Linked DNA regions of Sus scrofa: region 2 is linked to region 1. Evidence: chromatin contacts called from public Hi-C data. All regions are on one chromosome and are shown on one strand. The core of a region is the stretch at or near the end of the contact, and the rest is flanking DNA. Distances in the headings are between cores, read along the strand shown. Region 1 holds the start of SGTA (small glutamine rich tetratricopeptide repeat containing alpha). Region 2 holds the start of GNG7 (guanine nucleotide-binding protein G(I)/G(S)/G(O) subunit gamma-7).

The links. Hi-C and Micro-C count contacts between places; a contact is called where the count stands out from the background.
Region 2: a contact with region 1 is called in a Hi-C map of liver, with 4 times the contacts expected there. The contact joins the promoter of GNG7 here to the promoter of SGTA in region 1. A contact is called at or near these places in 5 of 47 Hi-C or Micro-C datasets (embryonic fibroblasts, heart right ventricle, liver and 1 more).

The regions. Positions count from the first base shown.
Region 1 is chr2:75,874,157-75,881,953 of Sscrofa11.1, forward strand. SGTA (small glutamine rich tetratricopeptide repeat containing alpha) reads left to right here and starts at 4,976. Exons shown (of 12, transcript NM_001244392.1): 1 at 4,976-5,031. THOP1 (thimet oligopeptidase 1) reads right to left here and starts at 3,274. Exons shown (of 13, transcript NM_214223.2): 1 at 3,146-3,274. The coding sequence starts at 3,161.
Region 2 is chr2:75,924,978-75,932,774 of Sscrofa11.1, forward strand. GNG7 (guanine nucleotide-binding protein G(I)/G(S)/G(O) subunit gamma-7) reads left to right here and starts at 4,900. Exons shown (of 6, transcript XM_021084181.1): 1 at 4,900-5,009. DIRAS1 (GTP-binding protein Di-Ras1) reads left to right here. Exons shown (of 2, transcript XM_021084177.1): 2 at 1-2,254.

The sequences.
Region 1 (7,797 bases), core at 3,726-6,225:
GAACCCCACACCCAATGTGTCTGCTTCAAGCCCGGAATCAAAATCGGGGTCAGGGTAAGGTTTGGGATGGGGGAGGACATGGTTTCCCAGAGCTGATGGTGAAGCTCAAGGGCTTAGTGGGGAAACAGAAGGCAAACAGTTCTTCTGACACACATTATGATCTTGTCCTCAGGGGACACCAGGGACCTGTCATTGTCACAACTAGGGAGTGATGCTGCTGCATCAGTGTGGTCAGGCATCCTGCCCTTCTGGACAATGCCCTGAGGAGGACTGAGCCCCAGATGTCAGCAGTGCTTAGGTGGACATCTCATATACACGTGCACTGCATTGAGTCATTTGTTTGATGACAGCATGTTACCCCCGACCTTCCAGATTGTGATATGTGACACGTGTACTGTATTACCTTTCTAAAAGACGGGGCAATCCTGGGTATTCAAATGTCCCTAGCCCCAAGAGTTTTGGGATAAAAGACAACAGCGGCTATCACTTGAACCTTATGGTGGTCGGGCATGTTTTGACCTCACTGAATCTTCAGATCTGTAATCTGCATCCTCTGTTGCCCCACTTTACAGATGGGAATCCTGAGATCACCTTTGACCCCACAGCCAGCAAGTGGCAGAGGTGGGATTCAAAGCCAGGCAGCCTATCCCATTCCATGCTGTGAACTAGGGGACTGTGCTCAGCCCACCTTTGTAAATCTGCACATCTGGTGGTTGGGTCCTCCTGCCCCCTTTCCAGGGCTCCACCCTGCACTCAGGATAAAAGTTCAAACCCTTTATCAGAGTTTACACCAAGGGCTGGCAAACATCCTGTCTGTCCCCCTCCAGCCCCTGAGCTAAATTCACTTCTGACTGTGACCCAGAAGGGGTGCAGCCTGCTTGACAAGTCTAAACCACTTGGCCCCATACAAACTGGTTCCCTGACCCCTGTTCTGCATTGTTTGCACTACAGTGGATTTAGCCACTTGGTTCTGCCAATTTCTCTGTACCCTCTCACACGAGCTTTCTTCAAGAAGTCTCCTGGGCCTGCTGGGGGTTGTCCTCTCTGCCCTGAGCCCCACCATGCTGGCCTTTCTTCTCACATCCCTTTCTCAGAGAGGTCCCCCAATGGCATTCCCATAGCTTCTGAAGGTCTGCAATGGCTACACCTGTCCCAAACTACCTGAGTAAAAGAATAGAGGCCAGCTGGGTGTGGAATGCATAATAAGCAAGAAGAAGCTGCTCCAAGGAAATGGGCACCTGTGTTTCATTTCCCCCTTCTGGCAGGCAGGAGAGGGGCAGGGCAACAGTGGTCCTGGAGTCCTGCTTTTGAGAACACTAAGGGTCTTTGCAAGGTGCTATTGGCTTGGGCCTGTGTATGGTGTCTCTCGGGTAGGTTTTTTGTTTTTTCTTTTTGGCCATCCAGAGGAATGTGGAGTTCCTGGGCCAGAGATCAGATCTGAGCCACAGCTATGATCTATACCGCAGTTGCTGCAACACTGAAGTTTTTTTTGTTTTGTTTTGTTTTGTCTTTTTGCCTTTTCTTGAGCCGCTCCTGCGGCATATGGAGGTTCCCAGGCCAGGGGTCCAATCGGAGCTGTAGCCACCGCTCTATGCCAGAGCCACAGCAACACAGGATCAGAGCTGCATCTACGACCCACACCACAGCTCACAGCAACACCAGATCCTTAACCCACTGAGCAAGGCCAGGGATTGAACCCACAACCTCATGGCTCCTAGTCAGGTACTGTTAACCACTGCACCATGACGGGAACTCCAACACTGGGTTCTTTAACCCACTGTGCCACCAGGGAACAAACCTGCATCCTGACACTGCAGAGATGCCACCAATCCTGTTGTACCACAGCAGATCATTCTCTGTTGGGGACCATTCTGGGCATGGTGGGGTATTGAACAGCATCCCCGGTCCCACCCACTGGAGGCCAGCCACCTCCGCCCCCAGATCACAATGATCAGAGATGTCACCGGATGTGGCCCAGTGTCCCGAGGGGACACAATCACCCCAGCTGAGGAACACTGATACATACCAAGTGGGGATAAAAAAGGCTCTTAAGCTGAGAGAGATTAGATTTTTTTAGCCAAATGACTGCTGCAAATTTAAGGGAAAATCTTTGCAGACTATTTTGGATTTTAGAACTGCAAAAAAGGAACTGTGGGTCTGCATTAAATTTGGTAGTAAAGAAGGGCTCCAGAAGCTCCAAAGAGGTGGGAAATATAGTGGAATTCTCAGGAAAATCTTCTGAAGGAGCTAGGATTTGAAACTTTGAGCACATTCATTTTACAAATATTTACTGATTATCACCAGTGTGCCAAGTCTCTGAGCTAACAATTCTGCAGCAAAAAAGGCAGACAACACTCCTGCCTTCCTGAGACCTGAAAAACCCTAATTATGATTATTATCTTTAATACAATTATTACCATCATCCCAATGGGCTGCAGAAAGACCTGAAGGAAGAGAGGTGGGCAAACCAAGTTCCATGAGGCACCACGCAACATCCTGGGCCATTTTCTAAAACAGAGTATACAGATTGCAAAGCTCCCATAAATGAAAACCATTCCCGGCAGTCCCCTTCTGTTCAACATAAGAGACCCCCAGCTGTGTTCTAGCCAAGATGACCTGTTGCTTTCCAAACGCGTTGCCCCTGTGCTTGCCTCCCCATCCTTGCCCTCGAGGTTCCCACCAACTGGGACGCTTCTCCCGCAGGACAACTGCTTCTCTCCACTGGGTCCAAGCTGAATCAAATGCCACTTCCTGCGAGAAGCCCTCCAGGACTGCCCTCCCTTAAAGATGTATGACCAGCCCCAGCACCAACCACCATCTAAAGTCCTTGCTTGATTTTGCTTCTTGAATGCTGGTCTCCGGCTTTGGAACTGTGTCTAGAACTCCCTCAAGTCCATCCCAGAGCCCGACCCGTCCCCAGCAGAAGAAACATGGAGTTTGCCGAATGAGTGAAGGCGCGCTGGAACACGGATTCATTCTGGGGCTCGCCGACCCCCTCCTCCGTTCGGGCCCGGATCACTTGAGGGTCACTGGGCTCCGCTCGTAGGCCCCAGTGGCGACCCCGGGGAGGAGGCAGGAGTGCGCACGAGTGCGCACCGGGCGCCCGGATCTGGTGAGCGGGGCCGCACCAAGGGGAAGCAGGTACCTGCTGGGGGCTTCATGGTGGGCGAATGTTCAGTGACGGCCCCTCCCTCCACCTGGTCCGCGTCGGAGCAGCGGTCAGCAGCCTCGGTCCTCTCTGCTGCCGCAGCTGTCCCGACTGAGGCGCCCGCCGCCCGCGCGCCCACCGGATGCTGGGAGAGCGTGTGTGCTGGATAGTAGGGCGCAAGCGCGCGCCCTAGCCCCACCTACATCGCGAGGCGGAGCGCAGGGGCGCAGACTTCCTCTGCGCGGTCGCTTGAACCACCCCCGTCCATCATTGGCTCTTAGTGGTGAGAGGGCGGAGCCTTCGGGAAGGCTAGCGGGGGAGGTGTTTCCAGGGGAACCCACCCCGCAGGCGCCTCGAATCTTTTCTGCGGCTCTTTGTGCCAGTCGTTCGTTTGGGCTTCTAGCTCCTGTATTAATTTGTCATTACCTCCTCCCAACCTTAATTGTGTATTTGGCTAGTTTTGCAAGTTTTTACCTTCACCTAAGGCGCTCCGTTAGTGGTCGCTTACGAAACCTCAGGCACTTATTCCATTACCAACATCCTGCTCATCTTCTAGCATCTAATGGTTAAAGGTCCTCCACATATACCAGCTGAATCCAGTTAGACAACCAAATTAAGAAGACATTTATTTAAAAAGCAGAAATGTAAGCAAGCATCATTGAGAAAGCTTCAGTAAACCGATGCAGAACTTCAAACAACAGGTGTGTTGGAACTGTGCCTTACCTGCATGTAGTATTGTCAGTTAAAAAAAAAAAACAAAAAACACCTTGAACCGTCTAAGGCACACAGAAAGAAAAACCTAAGAAAATTAAAACTGGTCCCTAAACCTACGTCTTTTATTTCTGCAAAATAAATGAAAATAACCCAGGGTGTTGAGTAAACCCAGGGTGTTGAGTACATGCATTTTAAGTTGAATAAAAATGAATTAGGAAAAAAAAAAATGAATTGGGAGAACACTCTGGCAACTTGAATGCTAATGGTGGTCATTTAATAGGGAATGTCTCATTACTGACCTTCGATTTCTTTCTCTCTTGAGCACATCCAGCGTAATCCTACGTTAGTCTTCATTTTTGCTGTTCCCTGTACCTGGAGTGTTTTCCCAGTTCTCCAAATCTACATGTGAAACAGAGGTCTTCCCTAACCAACCCAACAAATTTACCGCCCCAATCACAATCAGAACACCCCATTTTTTTCTACACAGTGCTTGCCATTAAGTAGAACTTGTTCATTTACGTATTAGTTTACCAGTTTATTGTCTGTGTACCCCAATACAAGGTAATGAAAGCAAAAGTTTTGCTGGTCTTTATAGTTTGTGTGTAATAAATACTTGTTTACTATTATGCACCTACTGTAAACAAATATCTTAGTATTCATTCTTATGGATTGAATGAATGAAATAACGAACTCGCGGATGTTTGGGTGGGTGAATATATGAATAAATACAGTGAGAGGGTAACAGTCGCCCCCACTCAAAGACCGCCTGTGATCCTCTGGGCGCCAGATACCCAAAAGCAGCAGGTGCACCACGTGGCGGACACGGTGCCACGTGACGGGCTCGGCCGACCCACAAGAGTCCACCACTGTCCCACCATGCACCGCTCCATTTCGGCCTAGAGGACAAGTTGATCCGGATTTCCGGCCTCCGTTCGGTCGCAGAGGTCAGTTGCCCTAACGACGAGCTCGTTCCCGCCTCTACATTACGTCACTTCCTCCTACTCCCGCCTTGATAATTGGTGCGCCTGCGCAGAATGAAATCCAGCGGCCACCGGCTCCTTCTGCGCAGGCTGCGGGGCTGGGGGCGGAGCGGGGCTGGGGGCGGGGCCGGGCAGTGCCGCGGTGCGCAGGCGCCGCCGTCGGTGGGTCCGGGTTCGGCTGCTTGAGAGGTGAGTCGCGGGTTCGGCGCTGAGCCGGATGTACCTGGGGTCAGTGGCTCGGGGCTCCTGGGGTTCCGGGGTGGGTAAGAGGACGTCGATCTGGGGCGGGGACGCCGCAATTGGGGGAGTGTTGTGAGTGAGCAGCGCGGAGGGAAACTGAGGGCAGGAGGTATCGGGCGGGCCTTTGCCCGCCGGGATCTCCCTCCCCTGGACCCTAGGCCCGGGAAATGCGGGTTCGCAGGTCCGTGAGTGGATAGCAGGAGGTAAAGCGCCCCGCACGTAGTAAGCGCTCGCCGAGTGGCCGCTGCTTCCCGGAAACACGGTTCTTTTAAGCCGGAGTCCCTCTGTTCCTGGGGTTCAGGTCGGGGTTCCTGTCCCAGCGCCGCCTCCACCTTGGTCAGTCTCTTGGCGTCTCGGAACCTCAGTTTCCCCTTCTGTAAAACAGGCGTTGTCACAGCCTCTGCCTAGGATTGGGGGGCTTCCCATGAGAATTAAAGTCGCAGAGACCCCAGCGCAACGTGAGAACACAGGAGGGGTCTTTTTTCACACTGAGGGCCTCTGCATGGTGTGCTGAAGTGAGACAAATCTGGGGTTGAAGACTAGGTCCTCCACCCCTGCTGGCTGTGGCCTCTTGGGCAAGTCGCTATCCGTCTCCCCCAGCCCTTTCCTTTTAGAATAGGGACTGTAGAAGTGTATGCTTCTTAGGGTCATTGTGAGGTTAAGTACACCTGGAGCATTCTTTAATCGGGTTCCTGCTACTTGTCTTCCTAGACGACAACTGGTTTTGTTAAGTGGCTGGAAGTGTGTGCGCTCTGCATCCCTGCTGAGTGATGTTCTTATTTTTTTTGGTGTTTGGTTTGCTTTTCCTCTCCCTAGACCAGTGGTTTTGTCCTTTTAGCGGACACTAGGCAATGTCTGAGGACATCTGTGGCTGTCACAACTGGGGGTGCTCCTGGCACCGAGGGGGTGGGGGCCATGTATGCTGCCCCATACCCCACAGTACCCAGGATGGGCCCACAGAGAACAGTCTGGCCCCAGATGTCCATGGTGCCAAAGCAGAATCCAACCCTAGACTAGTGATTCTTCACCAGTGTGCTTGCTGCACAGAGGCAAGGGGTGTGTGAGCCCCTGAGAAGTCACGTGCAAGGTTTTGTGTGTGTGCCCACTTTTGTGGTTGAGGAACGGGTATCTTGGAGTTCAGACTCTGAAATCAGACCATTTAGAACTGATTTGCATTTTAGCTGGGTGACCTTGGGTGGCACCCCCATCTTTAAAAGCCTCATTTTTTTGTTCTATAGAATGAGTTAGATTAAACAAACTGTAACCGGGGGGGTCAGGTCACCCTGCAGTCTGTTTTAGTGAAAGATTTTGTGGGAACACAGCCCACATACCACAGACGTGTTACCTGTGGCCTGAGAAGCTGGCCCTTTTCAGAAAATGTTTTGCTGACCCCTGAAATAAGCTTTTGCATATACAGCACTCGGGTCAGGGCATGAAAAGTCCTGAACACTCCAGGAATTTCACCTGAGGTTTATAATTCATTCTCCCATGGCTCTGGATCGGGTTAAGCTCTGACCTGGATTAAGAGCTGTTCTTACTTGGTTCCTGCATTTTCTAATTTTTTTTTTTTTCTTTTTAGTGCCACACCTACAGCATATGGAGGTTCCCAGGCTAGGGGTGGAATCGGAGCTACAGCTGCCGGCCTACACCAGGGCCACAGCAACTCGGGAACCGAGCCACATCTGCAACCTACACCACAGCTCATGGCAACACCCAGATCCTTAACACACTGAGCAAGGCCAGAGATCGAACCTGCAACTTTATGATTCCTAGTCTGATTGGTTCCCACTGCGCCACAGTGGGAACTTCTAATTTTTTATTTTTGTTTTTTTGCCAAGACCCAATGCTGGCCCCTGTAGCCAATGCACCTGAAAGTGAAAGAATAAAGGGGACGGCTGATAGGTGGACAAATACGGATTTGTCGTTCTCTACTGACGAGGAAACCCAAGAGAAATGATCTCCCAAGTGAACCTGGCCACGTGGCTCTGAACATGACAGGGATCCAAAATTTTCCTGAGTCCATATGGACTGGAGAAGGTGATCCGTCCAATGGCTCACAGTCTGTGGGTGGTGGGCAGGCCAGGAATAGGCTGGAAGGCCTTGTAGGAGATGCTGGGCCAGAGGCAGGGCTGGCACTTGAGCTTGCTGGAGGAGGAGGGTGTCTAGCTCTGTCTGAGGAGGTGACCTACCGGCTTGGTTGAAGGGAAAGTGTATGGTCCCTGGTGACGGGAGGAGAGGAGAGGGTTGGGTGTAGGCAGAGCATGGGGGCTTTGGTGGGGTTTCCACTCAGGAGGTTTCAGGGAGCCATGGAAGGTTTGCAGTGTGGAGAGCAGGCTTGAGATGGAGTTCCAGCTTTCGGGATGGCCCTCTTCTGAGGATCTAAGGTGTCCGGGGAGGGGAGGGAGGAGCAGAGGACAAGCTAGCACACACCAGGTGTTTGTGAGAAGAGCTAGATTTGGGGTGGAGGTGGGACCGGGCAGCCACTCAGAAAGAGGATGTTCTTTCCTGGGGCCCAGGTCCAGGTCACTCATATTTATTTCTTTTTTAATTTTTTAATTTACATTTTTACTTATTTAATTTTTTTTGGCTGTGCCGGTGGCATGTGCAAGTTCCCGGGCTGGGGGTTGAACTCACACCACGGCAGCAACCCAGGATCCTTAACCTGATAAGTGACAATGCCAGATCCTTAACCTGATGATCCACAAAGGAACTCCC
Region 2 (7,797 bases), core at 3,650-6,149, 51 kb after region 1:
CTGCCTCCTGCTCCCGCCCTCCCATCTGGTCTATACCACCACCCCAAGCTGAGTGCTGGAAGCGGCCCCCTTGGTCTGCACGTGGGAAAATGGGGGATGCTGCCTGTCGGAACCCAGGATGCTGGTTTTTCCCCATCTCTGCCTGTCTCTGTGTCTCCCATGACCCCCACTTCTGACTCTTTCCCTTGGGTGCCCTCAGCCAGACCTGCACCCTGCCCCCATTAGATCACTGTGACCTTGCCGGGGAGGAGGGAGTTGAAATGCACATGGACCTCAGATTTTGTTTTCTCCAATTAGGTGTTTGACATCCGCTTCCCCATCGCCCTTCCATCCCTCATGACCTGTGGCCTGCACCCCTCTTCTCGGGTCCCAGACCTCCCTTCTCACTCCTGTCCCCACACCTTGGTGGGGGGCCTTGCGGGCTGGGTCTCAGGCTGCCAGGCAATAACCACAGGGCCCACAGCAGCACCCCGCCAGCCCCGAGTCCCACTCCTTGCCCTGGGCCTGGGGTGCAGGCAGGTACGGCTCAGAACCGGCCAATGGCCACAGCACAACTCCAGGGGTCTGTCCAGAGTGAAAGTAGAGGGCCTTCCAGGACACAGCCTGCAGACAGAGACTGGCACAGTTTGTCACCACTGAGCCTGGGGTAGGGGACCTGAGGTGCTGGGGAGGGAGTGCTGGACCCATCCAGAGGCAGGCAACTGGACTCAGCACCAGCAAGCTCTGCCCAGCCCACTTCTTCCCATCTGGGCCCTGGTGGGGGGATCACCTAGGCAGGTGTGGGTCCTGGAGTTAGGGTGTGTGCACCACAGTGAGATTCTGAGTGTTTTTGTGGGTGTCTTGATGATACCACACTCATGGGACCTGATGAGGCTGTGTAAGACGAGTATGAAGGTGACACATAAGCCTGCAGGGGGTGGGGGAGACACTGTCCATCTGGGATGGACTGGGATGATGCACTGTCCATCTTGAGTCAAAAGCATTTGGGGGTGGCTTCTGTGTGTGTGACAGTCTGTATGTGTGATAACAGTATAGGGTGTAGGTAGGGGTAGGTTGTGGTGGTGTTAACAGGACTGGACCCTTGAGATATGTGAGCCTTCGCACCTGCAAGAGGGCTGACTGTACATGGCTATATTTTCAGGAATGGGTGATGACTGAGCAGTGAGCATCTGTAGATCTGCTTGTCCCAAATGTCTGAGGAACACGACTCTGCAGTAAGGTGGCTCTCCGCATCTGTATCCATCAGCCATTGCTGGGTAACACATGACCACAAACTCAGCAGCTGGCCAATAGCACACACGTATGGCCTCCCTGTGAGGCAGTAATTGGGAGCATCAGCAAGGCTCTGGTCTCATCTGAAGGCCTGACCAGGGAAAGACCCACCTCCCAGCTCATGTGCTGGTGGGCAGCATTTGGCTGCCTGCTGGACGTGGCTGGAGCTGCCCTCAGCTCCCTGCCTCCTGGGCCTCTCCCTGGGGCCACTGGCAGCACTGGTGTCATTAGGTATAAGGAAGCTGTGTGTGTGTGAGTGTGTGTGTGTGTGTGTGTGTGTGTGCGCACATGCCTGTGCATATGAATGAGAGCCTGTGTGGTTGTGGTCGTAGGACAATGTGGACTGTGTGTGGATAAGAGGGACTGTTCACGTCTGTCTTGGTAGCTGTGTGTTTTTTCCCCTCTGTGTTTGTGTGGCTATTCACTCTGCAAATATTTACTGGGCACACCGTGAGAAGGTGAGAGTGTGTGTGTGTTTGTGTGTGTGCAAGTGCATGTGTGTGTCACCACCCGGCACATGGACAGGCTCACAGAAGAAGAACGGGCAGCACCCTGCTTGAGCACAGCTGAGCCACTTACCCTGTGGCGGGTCCAGGGCCCACCGGCAGCCGGTGTTGACCTCTCCCCCTTGAAGGTGCAGGAGAAAGTGGGGCTGGGCAGGGGTCTGCAGCCCTTTCTCAGGGACACACCCTGATAGCACAATCTCCCTGGGGCCCTGCCCGCCTCCAGGCCTCTCCTGCCCCAACCCTGGGGAAGAGAGGGGTTCTGCAGTAGGGGCGCAGAACCTGCCCCAGCTGCTGGCCCATCCTGCCTCGGCACCCCTGGGTCTGGGGTCTGTGCCAGGCCATGCTTTCTGTGACCCCACCCCTGTCCCCTCTCCCCCCGCATGTGGGTGCCCCCCACCCCCACCGCCCCCGTCGTGGGGTCTGTGTAGCATTCGCTCTAGAAATAGTCTTCCTGCAATAAAGAAGTGGATCCTGCATCCCCCACCAGTGCACCTTCTTTGGGGTGGGGAAGTCAGCTCGCCCCCTGAAAAGGATGAGGGATGGGAGGAATGGGGAAGTGAGGGATGGGGGTGTGGGGGGAGTTTGGACTTTTGTGATGAGGATTCTGGGGCATGGTGGGAACATTTCAGTGTTTCACCCCTGTGGTCCCCACAAAACATCTCACAGGTCCTTCTGGACCCTGTATTTACCGCACCAAGTGGAACGGATGGGATGGGCACTATGGTCCCTATGTTACGTGGGGAGAAACTTGCAGGGCCTCAGTTTTCCCATCTACTAAATTGCTCAGGGCAAAGTTTGCAAATTTATTTATTTATCTTTCTTTCTTTCTCCCTTTCTTCCTTTGCTTCTTTCTTCCTTTCTTTTATGGCTATACTTATGGCATTTGGAAGTTCCCAGGCTAGAGGTCAAATCGAAGCTGCAGCTAAGGGCTACGCCACAGCCATGGCAACACTGGATCTGAGCTGCCTGTGCCACCTATGCTGCAGCTTGTGGCAATGCCAGATCCTTAACCCATTGAGTGAGGCCAGGGATCGAAGTTGCATCCTCATGGATACCAGCTGGGTTCTTAACCTACTGAGCCACAACGGGAACTCCAGAGTTCACAGATTTATAAGCAGGGCCAGGACTAGGGTGAGGAGATGGAGGCACTTGCCATAGGTGATCAAAAACTCAGCCGTCTAGATACTTACTTTAATGCAATATTTAATGCAAAGGAAGCTAGGGGTAGCTGGTGGCAAGGGAGGTGGTTTGCACAAGGCCAGAATCAGACCTTGACTTTCTTTAAAAATTTGGCTATTTTGTTCATCATGAATTATTTCTGCATTTATTTTGAATTTTTAAAATATGACATTAGTGGAGTTCCCGTCGTGGCGCAGTGGTTAATGAATCCGACTAGGAACCATGAGGTTGCGGGTTCGATCCCTGGCCTTGCTCAGTGGGTTGAGGATCCGGCGTTGCTGTGAGCTGTGGTGTAGGTTGCAGATGTGGCTCGCATCCCGAGTTGCTGTGGCTCTAGTGTAGGCCGGTGGCTACGGTTCTGATTAGACCCCTAGCCTGGGAATCTCCATGTGCCACAGGAGCAGCCTAGAAAAGGCAAAAAGAAAAAAAAAATGTCATTAGTTATCTTGATGGTGAGTGTTTCTGTCTCTTTGGGGGCACCCCTTCAGGTTCTGGATTTGAGAAAAGTGCCTCACTTGCTTTGCCCCAGCCCTGCCGTAATCTTTTTTGGGGCCACAAAGGAAGACTTGAGTGACACGTGCTCAGCTCCTTCTCCCAGGGCTCTTAGGAATTACCAGACCTCTCAATTTTTTGGGAGGGCCTGGAAATCTGGGTTCATTTTGTGAAATGTCCTGATTTTTAAATGTTGGCAACGAATTTTGAATTTTTACAGGATTTTGGGGGCTGTGTCTTGTCAGAGGGCCACAGGTTTGTAACTCTTGTTCAGAGAGTAACTCCTTCTGCAGGGTTGAACTGGGAAGTGAAAGGCCCCGGCGCTGGGTTCTGCCTGTATGTGGCAGGGTTGAGGAGACAGGTTCCTGCTGGGATGAAAGCAGCCCTGGGGGGGCTCAGCTGGGAGGCCAGCAGCTCAGATCACAGGGTAACAATGTTGCACAAAGTTCTCAAAGTCCCAGAATAAGGTGGCTCCAGCTTCCCATGTAAGAAATTCTCCCCTTCATGTCCACTGGATGCTTTTGGAGACATACCAAATGTTGCCTAAAATCCCATGGGGCGGTGGAGGGGGAAGCATGCTAAAAATGCACATTCCAGGGGTCTAGGTTCATTTGAGTTGTGTGTGGCCCAGGAATTTGTATTTTACAATCAAGGCCCAGCAGTTAGGACATTAAGAAACCCTGGAAATTATGAGACAAGCTTGCGTGAATGAACTTGAATTTAACCTCTCTGAGACTCAGTTTCCTCCTCTATAAAATGGGGATAATATCATTTCACCTCCTAGCCTTATGCAGAGCTTTAAGCTAGAGGGAGCAGTTATTATTGTAGTCCTGTAGATCAAGGGACTGATTAGTAGGGGACAGTCTAATCGGAGTAGGGGGTCTAATCAGAATTACAGCTGCCAGCCTAGCCACAGCCACAACAATGCAGGTTCCTGACCGGCGTCTGCAACCTACATACACCACAACTCACAGCAACGCTGGATCCTTAACTCACTGAGCAAGGCCAGGGATTGAACAGGCAACCTCATGGTTCCTAGTTGGATTCCGCGGCGCTAGGTCAGGAACTCCAGTAGGGGACAGTCTTACCCTGCAAGGGAGCTAAGATTTAGATTTGAACCCATGGCCCCACCCGGGATTCAAACTCACGAGCAGCCCAGCGCCTCCTTGACGTCACCAAGTCACCTCAGAAAATCGGCTAGTCGCCCAGCTGCTAGATCCACCACACCGTACCTATTTGCATATTAACATAGCTCCTCCCTCTCGCGTTCTCCCCTTGCGTGTGGCCAGCGGCGGTGCCACTCAGCGCTCCGCCTCCTGGCCCCGCCCGCGTCCCACGCCCCGCCCCCTCTCCTGGGTGCAGCCTACCCCGCTGCCTGATCTGTGCCCCGCCCCCACTCCTAGCTCCCGCCGCCCTGGCCTTCCATTGGCCGCTCCAGCCTCCAGTGCCCGCCCCTCGCGCGCCGGCCCCGCCCCCGCGGGGGGGAGCGAGCGCTCGCGGGCCCCGTGGTGGGTTCGGCTGCGCGGCGGGGCTGAGGCGGCCGCGAAGGTCCGAGCGCAGGTAAGGGCACGTGCGGCCGCGAATCGGGATGGGGTCCACCGCCCCTGTCTCGGGCGTCAGGGGCGGGCGTGCGGCCGGGGCGGAGGGGGAGGCCGGACGGTCCCAGGTGGGGGTCTTGGAACGGCTCCGAGTTGGCTGCGGACAGGGTTGGGAGTCCGGGTCTGTGAGGAGGGACGGAGAATCCCGATTAGAGTTGGGGGTGGGGGTCTGTGAGGGGGGGCCGAGGATCCGGGTTAGAGTTGTGGTCGGGGTTTGTGAGGAGAGGCTGGGGTCTGAGGAGGGCCGGGGAATCTGGGTTGTAATTGGGGATCTGGGCTGGGTTCTATGAGGAGGGGCCAGGGATCTGGGCTGGAGTTAGGGATTGGGGTCCACTGAACGGGGGCTGGGGTATCCAGGCTGGAGTTGGGGGTCAGGGTCTGTGAAGGGGAGGCTGGGGCCTACGATTCGGGTTGGAGTTGGGGGTCAGGGTCTGTGAGGAGGGGCTAGGGTCTGTGAAGAGGGGTCAGGGATCTGGGCTGGAGCTGGGCGTCAGGATCGTGAAGAGGGGGCCGGAGTTGGGGGCTGGCATTAGAATTAGGGATCAGGACTGGAGTTGGGGCTCCAAGTTAGCTGGGAAGAGGACTGCGATGGAGTTGGTCCCCTTGTCTAGGAAGGGTGATTGAGGACCTCTGGTCAGGATGAGCTGGCACAGGGCCAGAGAGCAGAGCTGAGGGGGAGCTGAGGGAAGCAGGTGGGGGTCAGGCTCCTTTCCAAAGGCATGGGAGAGCTGTGGGGAGAGGTGGAGAGTTAGGAGTGTGTGGGTGATGAGAAAGGGGGAGGTGGGATAGAAGCTGCAGGTGTTCTGCAGGAGGGTGACTTCAGGAGGAAATGGGGGCCTCAGAAGTCAGTTATGAAGATTGACGAGGGGAGTCACTGAGGCTTTGGCTGATCATTGGGGTCCAAGGGGGCATGGGTCAGAGACTCCTTGGCAAAGCAGTGAGCTGCAGGAGATGGGCGTTGGACATACTTTGCGAGGTCCGTTTCTGGGATGTGGTGCGCAAAGGGGAATGTCTTGGGAAGCAGAAAGCCTGGAGTTGGTGACTGAATTTTTCAGGAAATTTTGGGCTCAGGAGCGAGGAATCAAAGTGGGAGTTTTGGGGACAATGATACTAAGGGATGTAGGTGGCACTTTATTTTTCCCAGGGAGTAGGGTTGCTCAGGGTTGAAAGGTGGGCAGGAGAAGACAAGCTTGATGAACAGCAGCTGAGGGCCTTCCCTGTTGCTAGGTGTCAGCGAGGCAAATGCCAAGTTCACAAACTTGTTCAGTCATGTGCTGTGGTCTTGCCCAGATTGAGGTCATGGTCTCTGGAAGGTGGGCCTGTGTTCCCATCTTGACTCTGGCTGCTCGCTTGGCTGGCTTGCCTCTGGGGGGTTTAGTTTACTCCTCTGTAGAATGGCAAAGAAAACAGGAGCAGGCACCTCATAGGATTGCCGCGAGGGTCAAATGAGGGGATGCGTGCACCTTGCTTGCTCCTGGCACATGGTGAGGGTTCGTGCGCCTTGATAATAATGTTCTAAATTAAGGTTTTTTGGGGGGGAGGAAGGTGGGTGGGTAGAATTACTGGCTTGTCAAGGAGGGGAGGGAAGGAATCACTTGGAACTTGACTCCAGTCCCTCAATCTTGGGGTGCACATAAGAATCCCCTCTGGAACTTTAAAAAAGAATCTGCGAAAATGTTTATTCTTCATTATTATTAAAAATGAGGGGAAGGCGTTTTCCTGTGGTGCAGCAGGTTGAGGATCTGGCATTGTCACCGCAGTGCCTAGGCTGCTGCTATGGCGAGCGAGCGTTGGATCCCTGGCCTGGGAACTTCCACATGTTATGCGCACAGCCAAAACAACAACAACAACAACATAAAAAGACAGATCTGCCTGGGTCTCCTTGGATTCTGAAGCTTTGTCATGGGACCTGTACACCTACTTAGAACTGGAGTGTGTGTGATGGACCAGGGTCGCTCCCCTGGGCACTGCTGACATTGGGGTCCAGTCATACTCTGCATGTCCTGTCGTGGGTGGTCTGGGCTGTGGAGCAGCGTCCCTGGCCCTCACCCATGACATGCCAAGATCCTCCCCATGACAACCACAAATGTCCCCAGACATTACTCCCTGTCCCAAGGGGGCAAAGCTGCCTCTGGTGGAGACCCCCTATTGGAAACAAAACTAAGTTATTTTCTTCTTTAAAGATTACATCTCACCTTTGAGCCTTAGGAAAGAAGTATGGCCATGCAGATTTGGTGTTTTTTTGTCTTTTTTTTTTTTTTTTTTGCTATATCTTGGGCCGTTCTCACGGCATTTGGAAGTTCCCAGGCTAGGGGTCTAATCAGAGCTGTAGCCGCCGGCCTACGCCAGAGCCACAGCAATGCGGGATCCGAGCCGCGTCTGCGACCTACACCTCAGCTCACGGCAACGCCAGGTCGTTAACCCACTGAGCAAGGGCAGGGACCAAACCCACAACCTCATGGTTCCTAGTCGGATTCGTTAATCACTGCGCCACGATGGGAACTCCTGGTGTTTTTTTTTTAATTTAAAAATTTTTTTATTAAAGTATAGTTGGTTTACACGATTGGGTTAGTTTTTTGTATCATCTCATGCTCTCATTTTGAGAGGAAAAAAGATCACACTACTTTTAAAGAATTTTAGAAATGCTGACTTCTTCCTAGGTGGGTCTTTTGTGGGGCTTTTGAACACGTACACTGATTTTGAATATGAGCTTAAGCTCAGTTTCAGGCCAGGAAAGATGCCTAAATAGG